2 separate regions of the Zea mays genome follow, and region 1 is linked to region 2. A link is a contact called in public Hi-C data. All regions are on one chromosome and are shown on one strand. The core of a region is the stretch at or near the end of the contact, and the rest is flanking DNA. Distances in the headings are between cores, read along the strand shown.

Region 1 (4,220 bases), core at 507-3,006, 790 kb after region 2:
GCTCGACCCATCTGGGCTGGGGCACGCGACACACTCACTCGTCGGCTTAGGGACCCCCCGGTCTCGAAACGCCGACAGCGTCCGGCGCCACGCCACACTTAAGCCGCGGCGGCCGAATCGACCGCCACACCTGCGGCGGCAAAACTGTGGCGCGCTGTGGCGGCTTAGGCACCAAACAACCCCTTAATACTAGATCGCTGAGTCCACCTATCGGGGCTTCGTACCTATGCTCCCTTGGACTATAAAAGGGAGGACACATGCGATACAAGAGACAGGTTTATCTAGAGACACCTAGACCCAGTCCAGCCTCATTCACACTCACTCTCACTCAAACTCCCAGCAATACAACTCACAAATGAAGTAGGGTATTACGTAAGACGGCTCGAACCACTCTAAATTCTCGTGTGTTTTTGTGTTCAACCATCTTGTTAGGCTAACCCTATGGAGCCCCTTATTCTTAGGATTAGACTGATGGCTTTTGCCACCCGGTTAGAGTTGACTCTCTCACAAAAATCCTGCTGCCCCGTGCACATGCGCGTGGCATAAATCATATAAAGGAAAAAAGCAAAAAAAAAAGGTAAAAAGGGAGCATAAGGATGGAGGCACGAACCCACTATCCTCTATCTTCAAGAATTCAATATCTACCACCAAAAACAAGTGTTATTTTGGCGCTATTTGGAAGAGCCTCACTTTAAAAATTTCAGGTCTATTCTAGCTTATTTATCCAAATAGGTCTAGCTTCATGAGCCCTAGTTTTTTAAAAAAAACTAAAACTAGAGGTTAGCTTCATGAAATTTTCGAAGCTCTTTAGAGGGCTTCAAAATAACTTTTTCATACCTCTTCGTAGAGTTGCACAAAAATTATCTACCATACCATTGGTTATATGACCTACCGATTTAGTCTCTTTCTCTAGCCGCTAATAATTAAGGGTAATTAAAAAAACTAACACAAATTAATTATATTACAGAAGCTAGAGTCTATGTACAAACCAATCTATCGAAGTTGTTTCATGGTGAAGCTGGAAAACTAAAGCTGCAATTCTTGAAACGAAGCCTCCCAAACAAAGCCTTTATGTTTGTAAAGGATAGTCATATTAAATATACATACACTATTTTTGGGAAATAAAAATATAATCATATTTAAATAAATATCTCATTTAAATAATATCCATCTATATAATATATAAAATCGTAGCAATGCACACGTAACTGAGTATAAAGATAATGAGAATAGAAATATTAGAAGTTATTGGAAACGGTCTTAGCCCATTCCCCTTCCCAGGATATGTGGCGTTTTTACGTTATAGTCGGCATAAGGAAAAAAACGATTTGAATAAAGCCCTGCTTGATCCATTCCGGTTTCTTAAAAACTGGTTACTACATTTAGTTTATAAAAATTGGCTTTCAGAAAAAAAGCGAATAAAAATGTTTAGATCCACTAGTTTTTTTTTTAAAATTCCTTTATAGTTTTTTCATAAATAATGACTAATCATAAAAAAAACTGATTTTAGCTGGGTACTAATTTCTTGGTTTTTAAGAAACGAGAAAACTAGTTTTTTTAGAAAATGAATAAAAAATTGATCTATTTGGAGGCTTTTTAGTTCTAGCTTTTAAAAAATAGTTTCTAAGGTTGTTTTTGGATCATGTAAAATAGGAGAAGCAGAATTGTAACTAATATTGTTTGTAGAAAGAAGTTTAAAATAAGAAATGAGATATGAGATAGAATAGAGAATCAAACAGCCAAGTCAAGTGAAATGACTTCGGGTCCAACCTGCAAAACCGGAACCCGCCCACAAAAATGTGAATCAAAAATCAACCGAACTTGCCAGCCCCGCCGCCCCTCCCTGCCTCCATCGCGCACTAGGGTTTTTCCTCGCTCTCACGTTCGGCCGTTCCCCACCACTTGCGCGTTGTGCCGCGACGCTCCGGCCATGGCGTGGGGGGAGGACGAGGCCATCGGTCCCGACGTGGCCTCGGCGGGTCTTCACGTCTCGGAGCGGATCGGCCGCGACGCCGCCGCGCAGCCCGACCTGGAGGAGGCCCTTGAAGCCTCGCGCTACGCGTCCCACCCCTACTCCTCGCACCCCAAGGAGGCAAGCCCTGCGCGACCTGTGGTCAGCTGCGTGTGTACTGATAGACGCGCACGCTTGAGTTGTTGATGTGTCAGTGTCCGGTTTGGGCGAATGTTACCGTTGTATTCAGGGTTCCTGCAGTTGTCCTGGGGGATTCGTGTCATTGTTTTTCCCAGTAGAATGGGGGTGACGAGGAATCGAAAGATGAAGGTGGAGGAAAACATGGCGAGCAGTGATTTCATCTGATTATTTCTGGTGTTTTTTTTTGGTTGCTTCAGACCTGCAGTAGAAGTTCGGACTTTCGGTTCATATATTGCATTGTAGTATGAGTAGTTTTGGGTCAAATTTTGGGAGTGAGACTCCATGACAGAAGTACTATATGTCACACGGGAGCAATTTACAATTGTGTGTCATACACATGACATGATTCCCTGGCAGGATGTGAATCCTGATTCTGACATTAGAAAACGGTGAAAGAGTTTTTGGTCCTTTAAGTTACGCTGAAACTTGGAAATTGAGGCAAACACGTGGAAATTAGCATAAACCGAAGGACACTAGTTTTTGCAAAAAAGAAAAAAAAAGAAAAAAAGGGGAGGTCCCTATTTGAAACTGGCTACTGGCAAGCTCAACCTTGGCTTATATGAGATCAGCAGTGACGAACAGCTTTTCGGATTGCTGACATCATTCATTCAAGGGACATATTCTTGTATGTATTGGTAATTGAATTGAGGAGGTAGGAACTGGACATTCTGTTTGCTTTGTTTGGTTGAGCATGGTTTATAGACTACTGGTCAGTTTTCACACTTTTAAAGTAGATAGTTGTCTTTGGTTTTGCTTTGCATTTTCTGTTTGCTGGATTTATTAAATGTTTCATGTTTTAGCTCTTATGCTGCTAGGATGAAACACCGCAAACACATTGGTACATGTTGGAACTCTTTGTTTTGAATGCTGGAAAGGTTTCTTCAGAAGTTTTAATGACATTGAACACGATGATCATGCAGGTCTCAGAAATGCTTTGCTGGACCAACCCTTCTCTAACATACCATGTGTTTGTTCTAAGTTTTATTTGAATTTAATAATGAAGTTGTTCTACTAATATTTTGAAAATGCACTTTTATGTTCTCTTAATACATATTTTGTCTTGGCAGTGGCCTCCTTTGGTAGAAGTTGCAGAAACTCGTCAACTCCCTCCTATGTTGATTGAAAGATATAACACAGCTGCCGGTGAAGGAACAGCTCTTTGCGGGATTTTTTCTGACATACATCGGGCCTGGGCAACAGTTGACAATTCATTTTTCATCTGGCGATTTGATAAATGGTAAATCACTAATATTTGTTTCTTTTTATTTGTTACATGAGTGATTGGTCTTAAACAGTTAAAAGGGAACACCCTTTATAATGGACATGATTTTTACTTAGTACTCAGATTTATCTCGTTCTCAATTTGTCGTTCTGTGGGTGTTTTAGTTTGTCACAGGGCTGTTGTTTTGTAAATTTCTTTACACAAGATTCCATTGCTATTCCCATCCATGGTCTATTTTTATATTTGTTTTGAGCCAAATGATTGTATGGTATATAATGTGCTAATTTTGAACTTTTGGCCACTGTGTTAAAATTACTTGTCAAACTGTACATCGAGAAACTTTTTATGGTGCATGGAAGCAGTGGTGGCCTCAGCGGAATAAAGTTGCATTGGACCCTTGGTTTCAAAGGCGTCGCCTAGGCGTCCAGGCAGCCAAAAAGTCTAGGCGTCCCCGTCGCCTAGCCAAGAGTCGGCAAGAGGGGAGGGGGAAGAAGCCTAGCAGAGACTTTGGGGAGCGGGATTGGCGGCGCAGAACTCGGGGGAGTGACGAGCTCGAGGGAGCGGCGGCACAGGGAGTGCCGAGCTAGGGGGAGCGGCGGCGTAGAACTCGGGGGAGCGGCGACGCTGAGACTCGGGGGAGCGCCGCCGAGCTTGGGGGAGCAGGAGCAGCGATGCATGGTTGTGGACGAGCGGCGACAGTGAGATGGGAGCAACTCAGCAACCCTAACCAGAGGATATATGGGCTGCCTGCCTGGTGGGCTGGGCCATCTCTTCTACCCCTTCCTTCTTTTTTTCTTTCTCCCTTTTTCTTTTTCTTCCTCATATATGTTGTTGTTCTGTCTTTTC
Region 2 (4,004 bases), core at 754-3,253:
CTTAGGTCTAGGCTTGTCGGTGGCAGTAAGGAAGGCCGCTACTCAGCAAATGAGTGCTCGGTGAGCCCCGCCGAGGTCATAGTCATTGATGTCGCTCTGTAGCTAGTTCTTAGTACTCTCTACGAACCCAAGTGGTGCCCTTTGCAGATATTTTCATTCCATGGTGCCACTCTGCATCAGATCCACATAACCCAGCATATCCACCTAATCTAAACCCAGCTAATACATGTATTCACAGGTGGGTCAAAAATCCATCTAAACACACCCATGCACAGTCCTAAAACTAAAGAAGTAGATAGCTGTTGACACGAGCATTTCGATCCTTCATTTTTCCTATTGCACAATCAAGCTCTGAGCATAATGTGTATAATAATAGCATAGACTACGAATCAATCAGAGAAAATAAAAGTTCCTGTCAAAAGAGAGGCAGAGAAGTGAATGGTGCAAGATGGCCTAGTGTAACCAAAATTTCAGGAACAAACAAATTATTATGGTGACGTCAAATAATATAACTTACAGTTGGGCGTTTCACATGTTGGTTGGGACAATATACAGGATTGTGTAGCTTCACATGAAACAGCATGGTAAGCAAAGAAACCCATGCATACAAAGGTAATTAACTAATACATAAAACGCATCACACAAATAGCAAACGCCATGAAGATTGGTATAAAATGCTATAAATAACAAACAAATTGTGTACTAGCAAAAGCACAATGAAATTTCAGAAAACACGAGAAGATGCTAACCTCATGAGAAATAACTCCTTAATTGCATCGAATCCTGTGAACGCATACCTCTTACCAACTTTTGATGTTATCATACCTGTTGTGATTTTTTTTCAACAAATAAAAAATAATTTCTTAGTTCATGACTCATGAGAGCACAAAGAGATATCATCAAACTGTTATGATGTGAAAGCCTGAAGTTAAATAATTCACAATCACCGCAAATTGCTATCAACAGTATATTCAATTTGTACTCTCTTTACAGTCTTTTATTTTTGGAGCCAATAGCATGCAACTCACCAAGGAGGGAATCGAGTGCCTTCATGTTTGCAATTGGATTGTCCTCGACAAGACATGTAAATGCTGACACCTTGTCAGCTGATGTACCAGACTTTGCTGATATGTCCAGGAGCTTCAGGTCACCATGCCCTCGCCTCACGGCATCGTATTCCCTCGCATACTGCAACATGAGCTTCTCTGCCAGCTCTCGTTTTCTCTCCACTATTCCCTGCATCTCCTGAAGCCCCACAGCTGGAGGCACCTGCTTACGACCGCCTAGGACCCTCGCCTCCAGCTCATCAGCATCAGTGTACCACTGCCCTGAGAGTGCTGCCGCCTTCATCAGGGGGTAATTAGTGTTGACAGCACCAGGTTTGGTGGCAGCATAGGAGTCACGTAGCTCGAGAGGGTGTGGCTTCTTGGTAGGTCTAGGGTTTAGATGGGGGTTTGCCGTGTTATCAGGTTTTTGATGGGGTTGTTTGGAAGGAAATTTTGAGGATTTATACATGGGGCCGGACTTGCGGAAGTCGGAGTCATCGAAGCCGCCGTTGGAGTCGCCAGCGCCAGGGAGGAGGCCGAGGGAGGAGGCGAATGTGGCGACGTCAGACTTGAGCGTATCCATGTCCTCTCCATCACCTTCCCGGGCCGAGGGCTTCTTCGCTTTCTTGGTGCGCTTCGACTTGGGGGTCGGCTCCGCCATGAATAGATGCGGCGGGAGCGCGGGTTGCTGTCAGGCACAGAAATGACAAGGAAACGGAGGTCGAAGGAGACAACCAGCGTCCGAGAGGAACTCAACTGGCCGAATCAGATGTTCTGTGGAGATGAGGGAAGCACCAGCGTGCAACGATGAACAGTGGCGAGGGTGTGCGGCGGGCGGACAACGTACCTGAGTTGAGGAGACTGGGAGACGAAGGCTCAAAGAGCGCGGAGGAATGGAAGAACTGGCGGTGGCGGCTGGGGGGCGAACAGCGAGCGAACAGCAAGGGTTAGAGGCTCCCGCCGTACCCGTGACCCGTGAACGAAGTCTTGAGCGGGAGAGCCGAACTCTTTTGGGCCGGCTTCCTAACAGTCCATTTACGGCCCGTTTGGCACAGCTGAGACTTAGGTTTTCTTCTATTGTCCACTAAATTTCATTCTCTAAAAAAATATTCTCTAACATTTATAACAATTTTTAAATATTTGATTCTTTATATCTTTTTATCCCTAACAACCTCTCTAAATTTTATTCTCTACATTAACAGTGTAGCCAGAATTTGTATTCTAAATCCCTTTATTTATCTAACACAAAAAAAGATCATTCGTATGTCTAGATTTTAAAATACGTTACATATTACATCATTGTTTTTATTTAGCAGACAGGATGTCCGACAATTATATTCTAATTTTTTCATGTATCGGAAACACTAACAACGATGGTTCATATGTGCCAAAATACGTATTGGTATATTTTAATAGTAACATGAAAGTATATATCATGCATTTATCGGTCAACAAAAAAAGAAATGATAGGTTACATAGACGGGACGGACAGCGGAGCCACCGGAGCGACGGTGTCGCACCGCGCATAGATGGTCCGCCACATTTAGCGACTGAGACGTTAAATTTTAGGTTCCATTTAGAGTACACGAATCTAGACGTCTAGGTCCATCAAATTTAAGGTATATTTGATTCATGACTAACTATGTCTCACTTTGCATAAGATTAGTCGTTCAAATTGAATAACTAATTTTAGACAGAAAAGTTAGGTAAAATTTGACAAATTATATAGCAAATCAAATATATTCTTAATGTACAAAAATATATAACGGTTGTTGTTGGAGACAACCTTAAAAGCTAGCTTATGGCCCCGTTTGTTTCGACTTCTACTATATTATGCCAATGAGAATCGACTTCTAGCGATTATTGAACGTTTTGCTTCTCAACCCATTTATGTGAGAAATGTTTATATAAAAATCGTGATGGGAGGAATCCACTACTTTCTAAACCCATCATAATCAGATTCTCGTGGCAGCTAGATTATCTAGAAACCTATTTTTTTAACAAAACGCTTCAAAAAAAAGTTATACCAAACAGGTCTTATGACTTGCCTTAAGAAACTTCTGTTTAGAGAAGCATTCGTATGCTTATATGTTTGGCATAACTTTATTCCACTGCAGAAACAACTTCGCTTTTTTGGGTAGAGTAGCTCGGCTATGGGGTATAAGTTGATTTCTCATAACCACTAGCAGTGGCGTGTTCACATTTTTTAAGGATTCAAAACTCCGTAGAGTAGCAAAAGAGGTAATCCAAAAACAAATATATTGTCGCTCTCAAAACTCCATAGAATTTACAAGTTTGAAGTTAGGTATTTGGTTGACTCTGGCCAACTTTTAATTGGAATTTTGTTCTGAAGCCATGCTAAACAACCTCTAAATTGACTGATGGCATGTTAGAAGTGAGAAATGTCTAAACTACTCTTCATATTTTCGGATATGTATACTTACTAACTAGATTATATATGCCATTGTTATGTTGGACCATATTATAATAGAGATATTTAAAATGTAAATATATGCCAAATTAACTATAAATTATTTTAATAAGAGAAAATGATAAATTAGTTATATATTACATTATATATCAGACAACATAAGGTGATTACATCAATCCTTGCACATATATTACATTGTCAATAACCTCCAACCAATGCTTGCACAATAGCATCAGGTACACCTCCCATTACTTTTTCATCCACGACAATAATACTAGCTCATAAGTTCCCACGTATAGGGATAGCAATGGATCATGATCTAATTGTTTCTTCACAATAAATTAAAACTCTTAATTAACTTTAGTTAAAAAATAAAATAGGAATAGAGCCTGATTCTAATCCGATATTCGATCCTTAAATTTTTATGTCTAAAATACAGAGACTATCACCACCCATACATACGTCTTTGTAACATCCGAAATCCTATTTTGAATTTATAAAAGGTTCTTTAAAAGATTTAAGTTACA

What was found. Hi-C and Micro-C count contacts between places; a contact is called where the count stands out from the background.
Region 1: a Hi-C map of ear shows a contact between it and region 2, with 2.2 times the contacts expected there. The contact joins the promoter of LOC103632918 here to the promoter of LOC103632850 in region 2. A contact is called at or near these places in 2 of 25 Hi-C or Micro-C datasets (ear and endosperm).

The regions. Positions count from the first base shown.
Region 1 is chr1:28,143,714-28,147,933 of Zm-B73-REFERENCE-NAM-5.0, forward strand. It overlaps LOC103632918 (nuclear pore complex protein NUP155), which reads left to right and starts at 1,757. Exons shown (of 14, transcript XR_556222.3): 1 at 1,757-2,092; 2 at 3,220-3,389.
Region 2 is chr1:27,351,511-27,355,514 of Zm-B73-REFERENCE-NAM-5.0, forward strand. It overlaps LOC103632850 (CCAAT/enhancer-binding protein zeta), which reads right to left and starts at 2,004. Exons shown (of 17, transcript XM_008654575.4): 1 at 1,894-2,004; 2 at 1,029-1,734; 3 at 750-825. The coding sequence starts at 1,707.